Linked DNA regions of Oryctolagus cuniculus: region 1 is linked to region 2. The links are chromatin contacts, called in public Hi-C maps. All regions are on one chromosome and are shown on one strand. The core of a region is the stretch at or near the end of the contact, and the rest is flanking DNA. Distances in the headings are between cores, read along the strand shown.

Region 1 (3,345 bases), core at 695-3,194, 280 kb after region 2:
TGATTATTTTCTTTGAATGCCAGATGTGCAGCGCTTTCATAAAGACACCTCAAACATCACTCATTTAAAAACAAATCGACCCAGGCTGCATTCGCCGCGCCCGGGAGAACTTTCCCTCCCCGACGCTGCGGGAAAAGCAGAGCCGCCCTGGTCGGGGGGACTTCCCGGCCGCGCTGCGCGTCCCGCTGCTGCCCCCTGCAGGCCGCGAGTCGAAGCGCGGCCGCGGACCGAGCCGAGGCGGGGTGCGGGCAGAGGCACCCGGCCCTCTGCAAATCCGTGGAGGCGTCTTCTGGCCCAGGAGGCAGCAGAGTGCACCTCCACGAGGTGCCAGACTGGCTGGCTGGGAGGAGTGAGCCTGGGCCTCAGGGTTCCACACCTTATCTCGCCCGATCTCTAACAACTCCTCTCACAGAGGACAAGTCACAGGTCCCCAAAGGTAGAATGGCTTGCTCCCTAGATGCAACTGGGCGTTTGACCCCAGTGCCCCTTCCATGACCCCGTGGGCTGCGGCAAAACACACGGGGACTCCCACCTCCAGGAGATGGGATGACAGTTCAGCTCCCATCCCCAGTGTGACCAGACCAGCCAGGAGGACACCTGGCAGGGTGTGAGGCTGGGAGGCTCCCTGCACATCCGCTGCCCCAGGCTGGCTGTGGTCCTGAACTTGCTGGGCTGGTGTGTGTGTGCTTTCCTGTGTGGTCAGGCGTGCCCCGGGCCCCTGCAGAGGGCCAGGCCCTGACCCAGAGCTCAGGAAGACTGCAGAATAAGGAAGTCCCAGCCACCCCCTCCTGCCTCTGGAATGCTCAGGTGGCCCTGAATTCCCCACCCCATGTCCCACCCCACCTCCACCCCTGTCTTGGCTATTCTGGGCTGCACCCCTTACAGTAGGAATGACTCTGTAAACACCGTGCCAACATGACCCGGACCAGAGTTTCCTTTTGGCTGTGCTACAAATCACTGTGTTGGACACTCGGGATCAGTGACCTTTAGGAGAGGCCGAGTGTCTCATGTGTAATCTAGCGTGAAGGACCCTTGCCCTCACTGCTCCAGCAGGCCCAGCCTGCTCTGCGCCCTCTGGCCTGCCTGGTCCCAGCTGCCTCAGGGAGAGGACAAGCAGTCCAGATAGGGTTTGGTTTTCAGCAGGTGCTGTTGCTGTAAGATGCTGTAGTGCGCCCTGGCCGTTCCTTCCTTTTGTGGCCTGCTGACTCTTGGACCTCATCTCTCAGTAGGGCTCCTTGAGACTTTGACACAAGTTGCTCCTCTGCCTGGAGGGCCTCCTGCCCCTTCCCCACTTGGCTGACTCCAGCTTGTCAATCAAGCACCCAGCCTCACTTAGATCACTCTTCCTACTTCCTAGTGCAGACTCAGATGCCCCCACCCATGCACTCCTCTGCGGGGAAGCCCACCCACCACAGTCACATCCCCACTGGCCTGTCTTCCTGCACAATCCGGCTGATTCGCCACTCACTTTGCATCTGCAAACACTGCGCCTGTGTTCAGGGACCACACTTGCTGCACTGGAAACTGAGACTTGAGACCTGACCCCAGGACCAGTTATCTGTCTTTGGAATTGCCAGGAAAAAGAGGTTTCCTGCCAATGCTCTCCCCAGGAAGAGGCGTCAGTCATAAGAGTTGGCCACTCAGGGAGGTGTCATGTGGTCATGGGTCCAGCTCCTCGGCCTGTCTGGGCCCCTGGAGAGAGATTCCCCTGGAAGGCGTGGCCAAGGTTTTCCGTGAGTATAGCCGAGAGCTGGACAGCTTCCCCAACTCCTTTTAAAGTGAGCTCCTGGATGGAGCTGCTGTCTGGAGACTCGGGCTGCGAGCAGCTTCCTGTGCAGTTGTAAACTGCAAGAGCAGCAGCACCGGGGACCGGTCACTTACACATCAGTGAAAACAAATGAACATGGTCCAGCCTGACTTTTTATTATTATTTTTTAAGACACAGGGAGAGCCCTTCTCTTCCTCGGCGCTGCCTCCGGAGGTGGCTGCCCTCTCCTCGGCACCATGGCCGCCCTCAGACCCCTGGTGAAGCCCAAGATCGTCAAAAAGAGGACCAAGAAGTTCATCCGCCACCAGTCGGACCGCTATGTCAAGATTAAGCGTAACTGGCGGAAACCCAGAGGCATTGACAACAGGGTGCGGAGAAGATTCAAGGGCCAGATCTTGATGCCCAACATTGGCTACGGGAGCAACAAGAAGACCAAGCACATGCTGCCCAGCGGCTTCCGGAAGTTCCTGGTCCACAACGTCAAGGAGCTGGAGGTGCTGCTGATGTGCAACAAATCCTACTGTGCAGAGATTGCTCACAACGTCTCCTCCAAGAACCGCAAAGCCATTGTGGAGAGAGCGGCCCAGCTGGCCATCAGGGTCACCAACCCCAACGCCAGGCTGCGCAGTGAAGAAAATGAGTAGGCGGCTCGGGTGCGCATTTTATTTGTGTTTAAATAAAACCTTGAAAACCGGAAAAAAAAAAAAAAGACACAGGGAGAGAGATGACAGGGAGAGAGATCGCCCATCTGTTAGCTTAGTCCCCAAATGCCTGCAATACATGGGACTGGGCCAAACCACAGTCAGGAGCCAGAAGTCGAATCCTGGTCTCTTACATGGGTGACAGGGACCCAAGTACTTGGGCCATTGCCTGCTGCCTGCCAGGGGCACATTGACAGGAAGCTAGAACTGACCACAGCGCTTGAACTTAAACCCCGGCACGCAAATATGGGAGGCCCTCAGCATCCTATGAGTGGGGAAAAGCTGGAAGTATTCCCCCTAAGATCTGAAACCAGACAAGGATGCCTACTCTCACCACTGCTATTTAATATAGTCCTGGAAGTTTTAGCCAGAGCCATTAGGCAAGAAAAAGGAATCAAAGGGATACAAGTTGGAAAGGAGAAAATCAAACTATCCCTATTTGCAGATGCATGATTCTATATATAAGAGATCCAAAAGACACCACTGAGAGACTATTGGAACTCATAAAAGAGTTTGGTAAAGTTGCAGGATATAAAATTAACACGTAAAAATCCACAGCCTTTGTATACACAGACAATGCTATGGTTGAGAAAGAACTTTTAAGATCAATCTCATTCACAGTAGCTACAAAAAGAATTAAATACCTTGGACTGAATTTAACCAAGGATGTCAAAGATCGCAATGATGAAAATTACAAAACATAAAAGAAACAAATAGAAGAATACTTTAAAAAATGAAAAAATTTTCCATGTTCATGGATTGAAAGCATCAATGTCATCAAAATGTCCATACTACTGAAAGCAATTTACAGATTCAATGCGATCCCAATCAAAATACTAATGACATTCTTCTCAGATCTAGAAAAAATGATTCCAA
Region 2 (3,600 bases), core at 440-2,939:
TTATCTATTTGAAAGGTAGAGTTACACAGAGAGAGAAGGGGAAGAGGAGGAGGAGGAGGAGGAGGAGGAGAGAGAGAGAGGGCTTCCATCTGCTGGTTCACTCCCCAGATGGTTGCAATGGCTAGAGTTCGGCCAATACAAAGCCAGGGACCAGGAGCTTCTTCCTGGTCTCCCATGTGGGTGCAGGGGTCCAAGGTCTTGGGTCATCCTCCACTGCTTTCCCAGGCTAGAGCAGAGAGCTGGATTGGAAGTGGAACAGCGGGAACTAGAACCGGTGGCCATGTGGGATGCCAGCACTGCAGGCGGTGGCTTTACCAGCTATGCCATGGCACTGGGCACATTTTTTTCTTTTCTGAAAATTTATTTATTTATTTATTTGAAAGTCAGAGAGACAGAGAGAGATCTTCCATCTGCTGGTTCACTCCCCAAATGGCCACAATGGCCAGGGCTGGGCCAGGCTGAAGCCAGGGCCAAGAACTCCATTTAAGCAGGCACCGCGGCTCACTAGGCTAATCCTCCGCCTTGCGGCACCAGCACACCGGGTTCTAGTCCCGGTCGGGGTGCCGGATTCTGTCCCGGTTGCCCCTCTTCCAGGCCAGCTCTCTGCTGTGGCCAGGGAGTGCAGTGGAGGATGGCCCAAGTGCTTGGGCCCTGCACCCCATGGGAGACCAGGATAAGTACCTGGCTCCTGCCATCGGATCAGTGCAGTGCACTGGCCACAGCGCGCCAGCGCGCCGGCCGTGGTGGCCATTGGAGGGTGAACCAACGGCAAAAGGAAGACCTTTCTCTCTGTCTCTCTCTCTCACTGTCCACTCTGCCTGTCAAAAAAAAAAAAAAAAAACTCCATTTGGGTCTGACGTGGGTGGCATGGGGGCCCAAGCACTTGGGCTACCATGCACTGTCTTCCTGGGAATATTACTAGGGAGCTGGCTTGGACACGGAGCAGCTGGGACTTGCATCAGCACTCTAGTACAGGATGCCAGTGTCCCAGGCAGCACCCTGATCTCCCGCACCACAATGCCAGCCCCTGTGCTTGAATTTAGGAGTCACTAAAGCATTGTCTCCAGGAAGTTCTGCTTAAATGCACATATTAAATTCACAATTACATCCTGATTAAAATGCATAGATGCATGTAAGCAGATGACAAAACAGACGCAGGCATAACCTCCAGGGTCTAGTGGTTCCTCTCCATCCTTCCCTCCCAAGGAATGGCTGCATCTTTTTGGCAGAGGCGGGTAAGGATAGATACCTGCTCTGGGACCGCCCCTTCTCCCACTGTCCAATCTCCAGCCTCACTTCACAACGGTCCATGGAGAGCCTCTTCCCTAACAAACCCACCTTGAACTGCACATTTTCTGGTGTCTGAGCTGGGATGCTAAATGCAGAAGTTGTTTGATGTCTAGTATTTCAAGTATGGGAGACTTTCTGTCTCAGTTACAGTTCAGCAACTCTATTTCGGCTACTATGTTATTTTTAGTATCCAAGTGTGACTGCGTAGATCTGTGAAATGCTCAAAATTCAGGAAGAGCTCATTTTCCCTGAAATCCAAGGGGAGTTCAAAATGTTCTTAGGGGCAGGCATTTGGCACAGCAGTTAAGACACGGCTTGGGATGCCTGCATCCCATAGAGGAATACCAGGGTTTGAGTCCTGGCTCCGCCCCTGACTCCAGTCCCATACTAACATGCACCCTGTGAGGCAGCAGGGGATGGCTCAAGTAGTTGGGTCCCTGCCTCCGACATGGGAGAGCAGGATAGAGTTCTGGGCTCACAGCTTCAGCTCGACCCAGCCCTGGTGGTTGTAGGCATTTGAGGAGTGAACCAATGGTTGGAAAATCTCTGTCTCTCCCTCCTTCTCTGTTGCTCTGCCTTTTACATATATAAAGTAATATAATTTAAAAGTTCTTAGGAAAATGGAACTAAAATATGTTTACTTTGATGGAAAAAGTTTTGAAATTCATGCATTGTTTTTTCATAATATACCTTTTCCATAAGCATTTGAAGATCCCTTGTATGCATGGGTTTCAAACATTTTGCAGTGAAACAAATATCTTTTAATTTCATTTTTCTGCAAACTGTTGAAATCCCCTTATGTAAATGAACTACAGTGTTGCTTCTTGCAAAAATGTCCCTGAAGTCCTGCTACAAAGTCCCTATATTCAGCTCCACAGAGGCTGGGGTGGGATAACGGGCCTGGGTCTCCTTATTAATGGACAAGACAGGGGATATCATCCAAGCCGCCCACTACCAAAGGGATTCTGATGAGCCCAGGCCCTTGTTCCTCTGGACGCTCACGATAGGGCTCTACAACCCAGTGCACCTCAGATTATAACAATTTTTCTCTGACCATAAGTGGTGACTTTGCTAATACATGAGGTGTGGTTATTTCTATTCCATCAAGTCTAGATCGCACATATTGTCTTGTTGTCACCTCATTTTCTCAAACCTAACCTGAGGAGTACTGGAGACCTAGGGCTTGTATTATGCGAGGCCCAGGATTCTAAGCCATTCCTACTTCTAGATAAATATGTAACCAAGAATTTTAAAAATAATACAACTTATTAACTAGACTGCAAAAATCTTCCTGTTGATGAGGAAGTTTAAGACTGCACTGATTTTTCAGGTTTGTTTTTAAGCTAAAGGGATGTGGGGAAGGCAGGGCTATGAAGCATGCCAGAGGAAAAGGACAAAAGGGGGAGGAGTGCCGGGTAGGCCAGGACCCCTGGAGCTAATGGCCTGGCAGAAGCACAACCAGAGGTCATCTGTGCTGTCAGGAGTCCAGCATGAGCCTCTGGGCCCTGGTGGACGATGCTGGCAGCTCCAACCGGCTTCACCTCTGAGATTGGGCCAAAGATGACTTCAGGGAGTGACCACGTTCAAGTTGAAGCTTTTTGGTGTGGGCACAAGTCCCAGGGCCAGGAGAAGAGGCTAGAGTGGCAGAGATAAGCAGTAGGATCTTGAAAGCTGAAGGAAAACCAAGGAAAATCCCAACAGCAGACATAGGCAACTGCTGGAAGGGTAGGTGGTAAGCTGTTGGAAGAGACAGTTTTGTTGTAGGCAGGGAAGGAGACAAAAACCAAATTTGCTTCGATAGGGTGGGGCACAAAGGAGGGCTTTAGGCAATGCCTATGATGGACAAATATTCACAGTCTAACACTTTGGCCCTTTGTGGCTGCTTTAGGGTATGCATTCCTGTCTTCTCAGCTCTAGTGGCTACGTGGCCCAGACCTACCTCTGAGCCAGATCAAAGGAGTAGCTGTAAACGTGACAGGGACCGACTCGCTGGCACACGTTCTCTGTCCATGGTGCCCACTGAAGTCCAAAGCATTATTTTCCTAATCAGGGTCTTTTTCACTCCTCTCTGCCGTACTTCCACACCCCATTCATTCAACAAGTTTTTTTATTAATGATTATTCTACTCCTTATGTCATGTTAGACATAGGGTTTGCAGTGACAAACAAGACAGAACCAATCCTTGCCCTCACAGCCCTATAGTCCAGTGAGCATTTCAGACATTCAAGAGGCAAAAAAATAAAAATAATAGAAATCATACCCAAGCATGATCAGAGCTTTGAAGACAAAAAAAAAAAAAATGATGCTATG

Evidence for each region. Hi-C and Micro-C count contacts between places; a contact is called where the count stands out from the background.
Region 1: a contact with region 2 is called in a Hi-C map of an unstated tissue, with 2.2 times the contacts expected there. The contact joins the promoter of LOC100359042 here to the enhancer-like site in region 2. A contact is called at or near these places in 3 of 6 Hi-C or Micro-C datasets (ear pinna, psoas muscle and an unstated tissue).

What each region holds. Positions count from the first base shown.
Region 1 is chr10:107,097,655-107,100,999 of mOryCun1.1, forward strand. It overlaps LOC100359042 (large ribosomal subunit protein eL32), which reads left to right and starts at 1,945. Exons shown (of 1, transcript XM_002713080.5): 1 at 1,945-2,477. The coding sequence starts at 2,005. The coding sequence ends at 2,412.
Region 2 is chr10:106,820,227-106,823,826 of mOryCun1.1, forward strand. It overlaps LOC103349149 (a long non-coding RNA gene), which reads right to left. Exons shown (of 9, transcript XR_011379581.1): 1 at 1-3,600. Among named protein-coding and RNA genes, the nearest start is that of CTNNB1, 310 kb to the left of the region's middle. Within about 2 kb of position 1,690, at least 1 of the 8 cell types and tissues checked has an H3K27ac peak or open chromatin away from gene starts, as enhancers often do.